3 separate regions of the Hordeum vulgare genome follow, and all the other regions are linked to region 2. A link is a contact called in public Hi-C data. All regions are on one chromosome and are shown on one strand. Each heading gives the region's core, a stretch centred on a gene start, on an enhancer-like site or on the middle of the called end of the contact. The rest is flanking DNA. Distances are from core to core; before and after follow the strand shown.

The links. Hi-C and Micro-C count contacts between places; a contact is called where the count stands out from the background.
Region 1: a Hi-C map of seedling shows a contact between it and region 2, with 9 times the contacts expected there. The contact joins two enhancer-like sites. A contact is called at or near these places in 5 of 6 Hi-C or Micro-C datasets (leaf and seedling).
Region 3: a Hi-C map of leaf shows a contact between it and region 2, with 4 times the contacts expected there. The contact joins the promoter of LOC123434103 here to the enhancer-like site in region 2. A contact is called at or near these places in 5 of 6 Hi-C or Micro-C datasets (leaf and seedling).

What each region holds. Positions count from the first base shown.
Region 1 is chr1H:328,881,648-328,885,594 of MorexV3_pseudomolecules_assembly, reverse strand. No RefSeq gene overlaps it. Among protein-coding and RNA genes, the nearest start is that of LOC123422833, 61 kb to the left of the region's middle. Within about 2 kb of position 2,249, at least 3 of the 3 cell types and tissues checked have open chromatin away from gene starts, as enhancers often do. A contact at or near this core is called in leaf and seedling, where this site is marked.
Region 2 is chr1H:328,652,091-328,656,312 of MorexV3_pseudomolecules_assembly, reverse strand. No RefSeq gene overlaps it. Among protein-coding and RNA genes, the nearest start is that of LOC123434077, 8.1 kb to the right of the region's middle. Within about 2 kb of position 2,307, at least 3 of the 3 cell types and tissues checked have open chromatin away from gene starts, as enhancers often do. A contact at or near this core is called in leaf and seedling, where this site is marked.
Region 3 is chr1H:328,794,276-328,798,327 of MorexV3_pseudomolecules_assembly, reverse strand. LOC123434103 (salt tolerance receptor-like cytoplasmic kinase 1) reads right to left here and starts at 2,348. Exons shown (of 2, transcript XM_045115492.1): 1 at 1,842-2,348; 2 at 684-1,750. The coding sequence starts at 2,199. The coding sequence ends at 1,068.

The DNA of each region.
Region 1 (3,947 bases), core at 1,000-3,499, 230 kb before region 2:
GTATTAATTTCACTTTTTTCATTTCTTTCTTCGGTTTATATCTCATTTCCTTTATTCAATTGTTTATTTTGTATTTTGGGTTCCTTTTGTTTCTTTTGATTTTCATTTATAAATGTTGTGTATGCGTTGAAAATGTTTTCCTAATTCGTTTTAAACATTTCCAATACAATTTTATCATTTTAAGTACATGTTTAACACTTTTTATGTATATTTTTTAAATGCTTGATTAACAAGTTGTAAAGACAATATCAAAATTTTCGAATATATAGGCAATATTTTTCCATGCACAGTTAACAGTTTTTCAAGTCGTTGATGAAAATTGTCTGTATGCAATATTCATATTTTTAACACAAGTTCAACATTTTTTGTATACAAATTCCAAAAATTCAGATGCTTGAATAAGATTTTCAAATGTTTGTTCAATATTTTTCCAAATGCAGAATTAACATTTTGCAAATACTGGTTCAATATTTTTTCGTATCGTTGATTAAGATGTTTTAAAAAGTTGTTTAAGATTTCATATGGTTGATTAAGATTTCATATACTCCCTCCGGTCCTAAATATAAGTCTTTTTAGAGATTTCACGAGGGGCTACATACGGAGCAAAATAAGTGAATTTATATTCTAATGTATACATGTGTATGTAGTTTTTTCAATTAAAAACTCTAAAAAGACTTATATTTAGGTATGGATGGAGTACACTATAAAATAATCATCATTTTTTAATAGATGGTCAATATTTTTCTATAAATATTTAACATTGTTCAAATGCTTGATCATCATTTTTCTAAATACATGATCCAAAAATCATCATCTATTTAATACATAATCAACATTTTTCTATGTATGTATAACATTCTTCAAATGATTGACCAACATTTTTAAAATATATGTATCCCTGGTTGCATGTATTTTTAATTGTGGAAGCAAAGGAAAGAATTTCTTCCCCAATTGCATGTATCCCTTATTTGCCTAGTCGAAATTATTTACTTGTTGTTAATTAACAAACTAGACAAGAGTAATTTCGTTTCAAATCCTCTATAATTTTTTCACACTTCAGATGCAAGCCCAGGTATAAACGTCTATACACTCAAATGTACGAATACACATACACACCCTTTTTGCTATAAGCACCTTCAAAAAGGTTAGTCGACATATCATCTTAAGATTTATATAGTTATTGTTCACGAAAACGTTTCATCTCACTGAACGTACATTATCATAAATTCAAAATGAATTTAAAAATAATCTGAGCACCAAGACTTATAGAGTGATAGCGAGAATACCACCGTGCCTTAAAGTGAGTATTTCCGACGCAGTCACAAACCTCGACTCGTTACGTTTCGGGACCCCATGCACCTCACGCGCACGGCGCACCTGCCCTGCCTCGGGCGAGGCGCGTCCCTGCACAGTGTGCAGTACACCGTCCCTGCCCTACCCTTGTGCCGCACCATCTGTAGTGCGATCTAGGTTGACCAACGACCACCACGAGTCCGAGTGTGTGTGTGTGTGTGAGAGAGGGCGCGCAAGATGCAAGAAGCAAGAAGGCATGGTCCCCTGTGCGGGTGTGGCCAATGATTGCAGCTGGCCAGCGATAAAGAAACCTATCCATGGCTAGCCGGCGTGACGACACATGTCCCTGGCCCTGCGTCACCCGCTCCCCAGCCGACGTATGCGTCGAAGGCTGGCGGTGTCAGGGGGTGGAGTAGCGTCAGGGGTAAAATATTGTTTACGCCATCCGGAAAGCTGCGCTCCTTGTTTGTAAAGGCAGGCAGCACAACTGCATCATCATCAACAACTTGGTGTGCCGACTGCCGATCTGCGCAGCAGGCATGAGCTCATCTCTGCAGTGCCCATGGATCGGATTCGGATAGGCATCATGGCATGGCCGGGTCCCTTCTCGCCCCATCCAAATGGCATGGCGACACATGTCATACTTGTCTTCTGATCCTGCTCGCGCCGTAATACCAGTAGGCAGCAAGCAAAAGGAGGAGGAGACACTAAAATAGCCAAAAAAAGGTATAATACACAGAGTCGGATGGGAGCAGCAGATGCCAAAGGCAAAGGTGAAGCCCAAGCCAAGCAACGAGGCAAAGCAAAGCAGAACCAAAGCCACGCCCCTTTTGCGCGCGCGCATCGCAACTACACAAACCAACGGATGCAATCGCATGTGCCGTGTCGAGTTGTTCGGCCCGTCGCCTCTCCCTCGCCCCCCGGAGAGCGTGGCGTGCACCCACACAGCATGGCGTGGGTGTAAAGCGGCGGCCCGGCCACATGGCGCCTCCGGCATCATTCGCGCGCGGGCCCCTTGCCCGTTGTCGACGACGACGGATGATTGGTTCCGTCCCTGGCATGCAGCTCCGTCGAGATCGATCGTTGGATGTGTGGGCGGTTGGCTCCGGAGTTATCACGCATGGGCCCTTGTATTCTCGTATTCATGTGTGTATCTTCTCTCCGTCTCCGTGGTCTCTGTACTAGACGGCTCGGAAACCGTCGTGCATTATTGGGGGTCGTTAGATGCGCCAACGCTGCGCGTTTTTTCTCGATCTGTCAGTCTGTCTGTTCCTGAGTGCGTGACAGCGTGAGCGTTGGCCTCCTTTTGCCAGGATCCAGCGCTGGGTTTGGAGCAGCGCCGGGCGCGGCACGTGACGCGTGACGGCATCAGCGGTGGCACGCGCACATGCATGCATGCCGCCGCCTCGTCTCCCGTGGGTGGGCGCCAAGATTCAAATGTGTTTGCGGATGTGATCGGGATTCGGGATTGGGGGTCGGGAGCAGCAGCGGCACGATCGGATCAGAGGCTGGCGGTCCAATCCTTGCGTCACGGGATGGCCCACCGGGAATAATTCTGCACTGCCCCGGCAGGCCCGAAGTCCAGTGAGCCGCCGGAGCTCCAGCACGATGTCAGCCAGGAACAGAGGATAAGGCCTTTTTTTTCTTTCAAATAAGTCACTAACTTATAAATTGAAAAGTGCAAAAAGTGATTTATTTTATCAAACAGAACCAACTTATAAGTCACCCTAACTTATAAGTCATAAGTTGCTCCACCCCAACTTAAAACTTATAAATCACCCATTTTTGCATGAAAAGGTGACTTATAAGTCAGATGACAACCAAACAGGCGTGACTTATAAGTCAATGGTTTTAAGTCACGTGACTTATTGAAACCAAACAGGTGTTGGGGAACATCGCATGGGAAACAAAAATTTTCCTATGCGCACAAAGACCTATCATGGTGATGTCCATCTACGAGAGGGGATGAGTGATCTACGTATCCTTGTAGACCGTACAGCAGAAGCGTTAGTGAACGTGGTTGATGTAGTGGAAAGTCCTCACGTCCCTCGATCCGCCCCGCGAACCGTCCCGCGATCAGTCCCACGATCTAGTGCCGAACGGACGGCACCTCCGCGTTCAGCACACGTACAGCTCGACGATGATCTCGGCCTTCTTGATCCAGCAAGAGAGACGGAGAGGTAGAAGAGTTCTCCGACAGCGTGACGGCGCTCCGGAGGTTGGTGGTGATCTTATCTCAGCAGGGCTCCGCCCGAGCTCCGCAGAAACGCGATCTAGAGGAAAAACCGTGGAGGTATGGGGTCGGGCTGCCGTGGCAAAGTCGTCTCAAATCAGCCCTAAAACCTCCGTATATATAGGTGAGAGAGGGGGGGGGGGCCTTGCCTTGGGGCTCAAGAAGCCCCAAGGGGGTCGGCCGAGCCAAGGGGGGAAGGTCTCCCCTTCCAAACCGAATCCAACTTGGTTTGGAAGGTGGAGTCCTTCTTCCCTTTCCCACCTCCTCCCTTTTTTTCTTTTCTCTTTGATTTTCTTCGTATGGCGCATTTGGCCTTCTTGGGCTGTCCCACCAGCCCACTAAGGGCTGGTGCGCCACCCCCAAGGCCTATGGGCTTCCCCGGGTGGGTTGCCTCCCCCGGTGAACACCCGGAACCCATTCG
Region 2 (4,222 bases), core at 1,058-3,557:
TCAAATTTGATGAATGTTTCTCAAATCTGATTATTTTTTATTTTCAAATTTGATGAACATTTTTCCAGTTTCATGAACGTTTTTGCAAAATCAATGAACTTCTCATTTTGAAAATCAATGAAGATTTTTCAGGTTTGTGAACTTATTGTTCAATATGAAAAACTTTTTTCAAATCACGATCTCTTTTCTAAATAATTCAAAAAAAAATAAGTGGTACAATGGATGATTGGTCTTGTGCAATAAAATAGCGTTGAGGCCTTATTTTAGAAAGTTTGCCTATGTTATTATTCAGATCTCGCAAGTAACGCCTGTGGCTAGTGGTACTTGTGCGTGAACTCGATGTGGGGAGTTCGAAACTTGTAGAGGGAAAAATCCTATTTGACGCTCCTTGCGTCAAATAGTGGGATAAAAGCACAGAGGCGTAGCAAACCGGGCCGGTCCATTTCCCTCCGCTTTCTGCTTCATTTGTTTCCTTTTTTCTGTTTCGTTTTTCCTTTTTCTCTTTTTTCGTTTTCCTGCTTCTATTTTTTTTCTTTTTTCTATGGTTATTTTTTAACCTAAGTTCATGTTTTAAAAAAATTCTTAAAATTCAGAAAATGTTCTTGATTTTATAAAAATGTCCGACATTTAAAGAAAAATCGGTACTGTAAAAAATGTACTTTTCCTCAAAAAATATTGTCTCCTTTTTCATTTTTTATCTTTCACTTTAGTTCCTTTTTCCGTTTTCTATTTTTCTGTTTGACATTTTATAATTTTTGTATTGAATTTATAATAATGTTCTCGTATTCACAGTTTATTTTTAAATGTCCGTGCTTCAACAAATGTTCTTGCTTCCAAAATGTGTTCATCTTTTAAAAAATGTTCGTGCTTCAAAAACTGTTCTATTATTTAAAAAACTGCATGAATTTTCAGAAAATGTTCCCTGTTTCGTAAAATGTTCAAACAAAATTAAAAAATGTTCTTCTTTCCACATTTTTATATAAAATGTTCCTGTTTTACGAAAAAGGTTTTTTTCTTTTTTTGAATATTTGTGCACTGATTAAAAAAAATCGCATTTTGTTCGCCAATTCTAAAATTATTCATGAATTTAAAATGTTCGGGAATTTTAAAAAATATCCTTCATTTTCTAAAAAATATTTGGCATTTCAAAAATTGTACGTAAGTTCAAAAAATCTTCTTGTTTTAAAAAGTGTAAATAAGTTCAAAAAATATTCCCGTTCCAAAAATTGTTCACAAATTTACAAAAATAGTCTATATTTGTAAAATTCTACTGTTTTCAAATTTGTATATAGACTATGAACTAATTTATATTTTCCAAAACTTTTCTGTATTTTAAAAATTGTTCGCCTTACAAATTCTTTCACGTTTTTTTAATTGTTCTCGGTTTAAAATTTTGCTCTCAAAATTGGGAAAAATGTTCGTTCTTTCAAAAATTGTTCGCTCTTTCAAATATATCTGGGGGTTTTCAAAACATTTCTCCTTTTCAAAATTTTGTTCTCAAGATTCAAGAAATGTTCATGTATCTAAAAAATTGTTCGTGCTTCGAAATTTGTTCACATTTTTTTTGTTGCTTCAAAAATTTGTTCTCAAAAGAAAAAAAAATCATGCTTTAAAAATTTGTTCGCGCTTTCAAATATTATTTTTTTCAAAATTGTTCTCCTTCTCAAATTTTTGTTCTCAAGATTTAAAAAATGTACGTGCTTTCAAAACTTGTTTGCTCTTCGAAATTTGTTCACTTTTTTTAAGACTGTACACAGTTTCAAAATTTGTTCTCAAAATTCCAAAAATTGTTCATGCTTTAAAAAATTCCGCGCTTTCAAATTTGTTTGGGGTTTTCAAAATTGTTCTCCTTCTACAAATTTTGTTTTCAAGATTCAAAAAATGTCCGTTCTTTAATAAATTGTTCAAGCTTCCACATTTGTTCACGTTTATGAAAATTGTTCTCAAAATTTAAAAAAATGTTTGTGATTGAAAAATTTGTTTTCAAATTTGTTCAGGGTTTTTCAAAATTGTTCTACTTTTCAAAAAAAAATTCTCAAGATTCAAAAAATGTTCTTGCTTTAAAAAAGTGTTCGCGTTTCCAAATTTGTTCATGATTTTTCAAAAAAATTATTCCAATTCAGAAAAATATTTTTTTTCAAATTAAAAAGGAAAAGGAAAAAGGAAAGAAAAAACGAACCAAAAAAAGAAAATAAACAGAGGAGGAAAAAACTAACAGAAAAAAAAACTAGGACGGCCCAGTAGGGGCGCTCCTGTGGAGATCAATAATTTCGGCTTTTTATTATTGTTATTTTGCGTTCGCTAGTCATGTTTCGTGGCCCGGCCCGGTACGGGGCGCTGCAGGCGCCAGGAGCACGAACGGGGAGCTCCTACCTGCCACTCACAGCGGCCGGCAGCCCTGCGCCGCACAGGGGGGTGCCTGGACTGGGCCGGCCCAATTTAGTTTTTTTATTTCTGTTACTTTTTTCTTCTCTGTTTATTTCACTTTTTTGGTTCGTTTTTTCTTTCCTTTTTCCTTTTACTTTTATCTGAATAAAAACATTTTTCGAATTTTCATAACAATTTCGAAACATCATGAAAAAAATTGGAAGTGTTAACAATTTTTTAAAGCACAAAGATTTTTTAAATCTTGAAAACAAAAATTTTAAAAACCATGAACATTTTTTGAATCCTGAGAACAAAATTGTGAAAAGGAGAACAAAAATTGGTGTATTTGTTTTCCCAAATTCATGATTATTTTGCAAATTTCATGGACATTTTTTCAAATTTAAAATAAATAAAAATTGTGAACTAAATTCAAAACGTAGGTTGTTTTTGAAAGTAAATGGCCGAACAGTCAAATGTTGGTTGAGCAAACAAAGCATGTGCGACAACCGACCGAGCGAGCGAGCATGTTGCATTCATGCGCTGGGCCACGCTAGCGATCGTGTGAGCGCCAGTTTGCTCTGCAGCACGTGAAGCACTGACCTAGACGCGCCGCGACAATTATAGCCAGCTACTTCCGCCTTAACTTTTTTCGTTCTTCCATTTTTAGTTTTTTCGGCCTGGTGAGTTTCTTCTATCTGTATGGCTTGTGAACTAGGTGACGCTCGATCATTCGTTCTATCGCTTCTTGATGTTTTTTCTTGTTCTTTGTTGTCTGTTAATTGGTTGGTCTGGTTTTTATGGTTTTTTATTTATTTCTTTTCTTGTTTTTCTCTACAGTTTACACTTGTTTTCGCCTTTCTTTCTTTTCTATGTGTTTTCTTTACAGTTTTCTTCTATTTTCTTTTCTTTCTTACTTTTTATTGCTTTTCTTTATGGCTTTTTGTTTTTTAACGCTTATTTTCTCCCTTTCTATTTTGTGATTTCTTTACAATTTTCATTGGGTTTTCATTATTATTCTTCACTGTCTTTGGTTTTCATTGTTTATAATATTTAATTTTTTATGTGTGTTCTCCTTACGGATTTCCTCATATCTATAGTTTTTCTTCTCTTATTTTTATGTATTTATTTATGGTTCTCATCAGTTTTCTTTGGCTTACCCTTGCTTTTGTATATTTTCATGTTTCTAATGGTTTTATTTAAGGTTTTCTTTGATTTAATTTTCATTATACACTATGTTCCACAAGTTTCCATTGGTTTCTTTGTTTATGTAATTTTTATGTTTTTTCGTGTTTTTTGTGTTTTCTTTGTTTCCTTCTAGTTTTCTTTGGGTTTTGCGCTTTTCATACACATTGCACATTTTTTATATATGACAAGAATATTTTTATACATTTTTATCAAATACATGGTGAACATTGTTTTAATATAATTTTGTGCTACTTTTCAATACATATTTAGATAAATATGTTAGGAACAATTTTTTATATTCGTTTAACATTTTTAAATACGAGATTTTTTTTATATAAATATTTATGTCTGCCCTTTTCATACATATTGTACTTTTTTATTATATATAAGAAACATCTTTTTTTATACACATTTAAAAATTTTGGAATACATGACACTTTTTTAGATATATGTTTCAATGCCTATGTTTAATGCAAATTTTACATTTTCTTGTACACAAGAATCATTTTCTACAGATATAATTTTTTGCAAGAATATGATTAAAACATTTGAATATACATTTCGAAGTCTTCTGTTTTGGTATGAAATATATTTTTATATAAGACAACATTTAAATGCAAGAATATGATTGAAACATTTGAATATACATTTCGAAGTCTTCTGCAGTGGG
Region 3 (4,052 bases), core at 1,099-3,598, 140 kb before region 2:
CCCATTCAATGCGCGCGCCATTGCGGTGTGGTGTGGTGGTTAGCTTGGGAGCAAGGGCACGTGTCCCTTTCCGTAGGCCTTGCTCAAAGTCAAGACCCCTTCCTGCTTGCTTAATCATTTCGGGCTGCATTATTAGGGCTTCTCCTCTGCTGCTAGTTGTAGTTTTTTTTCTTCTGAAGAAGGAACGGGCAAATACGTTCCTACTATGGAGAAAATTCCAATTTTGAGCTGGTGAGAGGTGCTTGGAAGAGGTTCGGGTCTTCTCTGACACGTTTTTGGGTTCTTTGGAATGAGCTGTGTCTGAAAAGAGCACGGAGTAGAGAACATGTAGGGTATCACGGAATGCGCTAGTATACACTTGTTTGACCAGCATGGATTGTACTGTACCATATTTATACTGGTAGCATGTCAGAGAGGGAGCGCCATGGACTGGAATTTCTATGCGGAGAGGAGGAGGAGAAATATGTGCGTGCGTTTGAAAAACGGAGCTTCGGAATCCGGTGCTCTCTCTTGCGGGACAGCGGAATAACAACGCGGTGCGCTGTTTACTTTCTGCTTCTGAACCAGGGCCGCTAGATTTGTTCGTCTTTCTGACGTCACCGTAGCACCATATAGCGGTAATAAATCCGAAGCACATCAGTTGCGGAAAGAAGAGCTGTCAAACCACAAACAAAACGAACGAATTTGAACAGCAGCAACAACAACACTCAATGTACTTTACAAACCAACGAAACAATCACCAAAATCTTCAGAATCGCAGAATTAATGGACGACCCCAGTTTTCAGTCTTTTTTTCCCTCCCTCTCTCTCTCTCTTTTTCACTCTAAGATCACTGCCACCTTTTGGCAAATAATGTCAGCGCGCACAAACCCTACAGTAACTTTTTTCCTCTTCCAAATCTTTTCCCAAACCAACTTCTTCTTCTTTTTTTCGATGGGTTTTCGATGTGCTCGCCCACTAGCGGTTTGTACGCCCTCGGCCTGTACCGAGGCTCCATGTGTGCTGTGCAGCTCACACCACAGGCTACAGCTGGCCAATCCGGATCTAGCGCCTACGGCCCTCGTGGATCACAGCTTCCCCTGGCCGTCCGATCCTCTCCCCACGGCCAGGATGGAGCCCTGCGCGCTCTGCTCCAGGGTGCGCACCACGTCGCCCATGGACGGGCGGAGGCTCGGGTTCTGCCCCACGCACGACGCCGCCAGCGCGGCCACGGCGGACGCCTCGCCCGCGTCGTACGCGCTCCCCAGCCTCTCGTCCACCAGCATCCGCGCGTCGCCGGCGGCCTTGAGCCGCGGCGCGAGGACGGCGGTCAGCAGCCGGCCTTCCACGGGGCAGAAGGCCTCCATGCCGGTGAGGAGCTCCAGGAGGAGGACGCCGAAGCTGTAGACGTCCGTCTTCTTGGTGACCACGCCGGAGCGGATGTAGTGCGGGTCGACGTATCCCGGGGAGCCGAGCATGGTGTGCGCCGACGACCGCGGGCGGACGGCGGCGGAGAACCCCATCCGCGCCGACCCGAAGTCGCAGAGCTTGGCGGACATGGACGCGTCCAGGAGCACGTTCGACGCCTTCACGTCGCCGTGCACCACCTGCGGCTCGCACCGCTCGTGCAGGTACTCGAGCGCCTGCGCCACCTGCACCGCCACCGACACCCGCCGCGCCCACGGCATCGCCCCCGCCGCCTTGCCCCCGCCGTGCAGCTTCTCGTACAGGTTCCCGTTCGCCGCGAACTCCAGCACCAGCACGCCCTCGTCTGCATCCACCAAACCCACAAACACAATTCAGCTTCCAGCGTTCAGCTTCCAGCTTTCAGCACGACGACGACGCGGGAATAAAGCACGCACCTTGCTGCTCGCAGAAGCCGAGGAGGCGGACGATGTGCGGGTGGCGGACGCGGAGGAGCGTCTCGAGCTCCTGGCGGAAGACGCGGTGGATGCGCTCGCTGCTGCGGTGGACCTTGACGGCGGCGAGGGCGCCGGAGAGGCGCGCGAGGTAGACGGTGCTGAACCCGCCCTCGCCCACCACGGCGGAGGTGAACCCGCCCGTCATCCGCTCCACCTGCGCCCACGACAGCTGCCGCGTCCCGGCCTCCTCGCCCCCTTTGCCCCCGCCGCGCTCCGGCTCGTCGTCCACCTCCATGTCGCCGCCGTCGGCCGCATTGGCCCCGCAGCCGCAGCAGAAGAACCTCAACCTCTGCCCCATGGTTCCTCGCTGGTTCCTATGGATTTCTTGCAAACGCACACGACTGACACGAGACGAGACGAGCCGAGCCGAGCCGAGAGGGAGGGAGGCTTGCGTATTGCGGAGAGGAGAGGAGAGGAGAGAAGGGGATGTACTCCTACTTGGTGTGGAGTAGAGAGGCTTATATATAGGTGGGTGCGGGGAATTTAGATTTGGTGGGGGTGTGAACTGTGAAGTGCCAACATTATGTTGCAGGGTGTAGAACCAGAACCAGAACCATCTCGCTGTGGCTGGCACCCGGGCCCACCATTCTCACTCACTCACTCATACCCTTCCAAGAATCCAATAATAAAAGAAATAAGTATTACGTACTACTCCTACACGAAATCTGTCATGGGCTCACCCTCCCTCGTCCCTGGAGGGCTGGAGCTTTCCAATACTAGATTAGATTACACCGGACGGGAATAATGGTCCTTTTTGCGGGGGCGAAATAATTGGATCAACACATGGACGATAACATGCGGATTTGCGTGCAGCCTTGGCTCGAAAACAGATTATTGGCGTGTTAGATTACAGCTGAAACGAACGCCAATTATGCGCGAGAGCGGAGCCGAGCGAGCCTCCCTGAACCTGAACGGTTAGGGCTTCCTCCAAGGTCCAGGATGTCTCGCAACTACTACCACTGATATGACTTGGTGGTAAGGTACACCTGACAATGCCGCGCCAGTCTCCAGAAAAGGCTTCGTCGTGCCATTTACATTTGTCGTTGCCGAGGCATCATCAACAGATCAAGATCAAATCGGAGAGGAACTTGTACACTCGCTGAAATTCAATTCATGGTTTAGTTGCTCTCTTTCTTTCTTTCTTTCTTTTCTCTGTGAAGCTTCATCCGTCGTAAAGGCATCGGGCTTCGGTGCGATGTTACATTAGTGTCTGTACACACCGCGGAACGGAAGACGGTGGTCAAGGCCACGCGCAGGGAGAGCGAACGATGAACCGAGACGGAGACGAGGCATGGCAGAGACCAGAGAGTCGTCGTGATAATTGTGCTTTGGTTGCTTGTAGTAATGATGATTCAATTGGGATTAACCGGTGCATGTACAGGAAGGTCCTGAGTTTAATCATCATCACCGACGGGGAGTGGCTTCCCGCGTACTTTGTAGCCGTAGAATGCTACTCCGTAATGCAGATGGAAGTGCAAACTGAATGGTTCGCGTCTCCGCAGAAGCAAGGTTCGCGCTTGCAACCCTGACCAAACGGACAGTTATGTCCTATTTGGTTCCAAATAATTCACCAACTTATAAGTTGAAAAATGTCTCGTTTTTCCGATGAAAATAAATAAATGCCGGCGCTTCAGTCTGTCTCCGTCTCCCAAACCTGAATCCTTTTCTAAAACAAGCAACAGCTACGGGGACGGCAGCGGCAAGTGATGGTCCCTTTTACGTTGGATTCGAAAACAAACATCAAGCTTCGTGCAGCCCACTGAGCTTACGCCTTGGCTGTGTACCGTGTACGTACGTACGTACGTACTTTTAGCTCCAATCTGGGAGCAGAAAGCTGTGCCACTGTGCACTGCAGTAGTGGTAATAATTAAACACGGCTGTGCAGTGGGGGAATGCATGCATGCATGCACGCATCGGATTCCTGAAAACGCATCGCATCTTCACATGAACTCCGCGATCGCGTTCACTGAACTCGGACTGTATGGGCGCGTGTACGTTTTTAAAGGTGAGATTTATTGCATCAGGCAAAGCCATGTCGATGGGTTCTGCGCTGGCACAGCCTATGAGTAAACTTGCAGCTACTTGATGGGTAGCTATTTCGAAATGGCACAGCAGAAAACTAGCATTTACATCACTGAAATAGTGATCTAA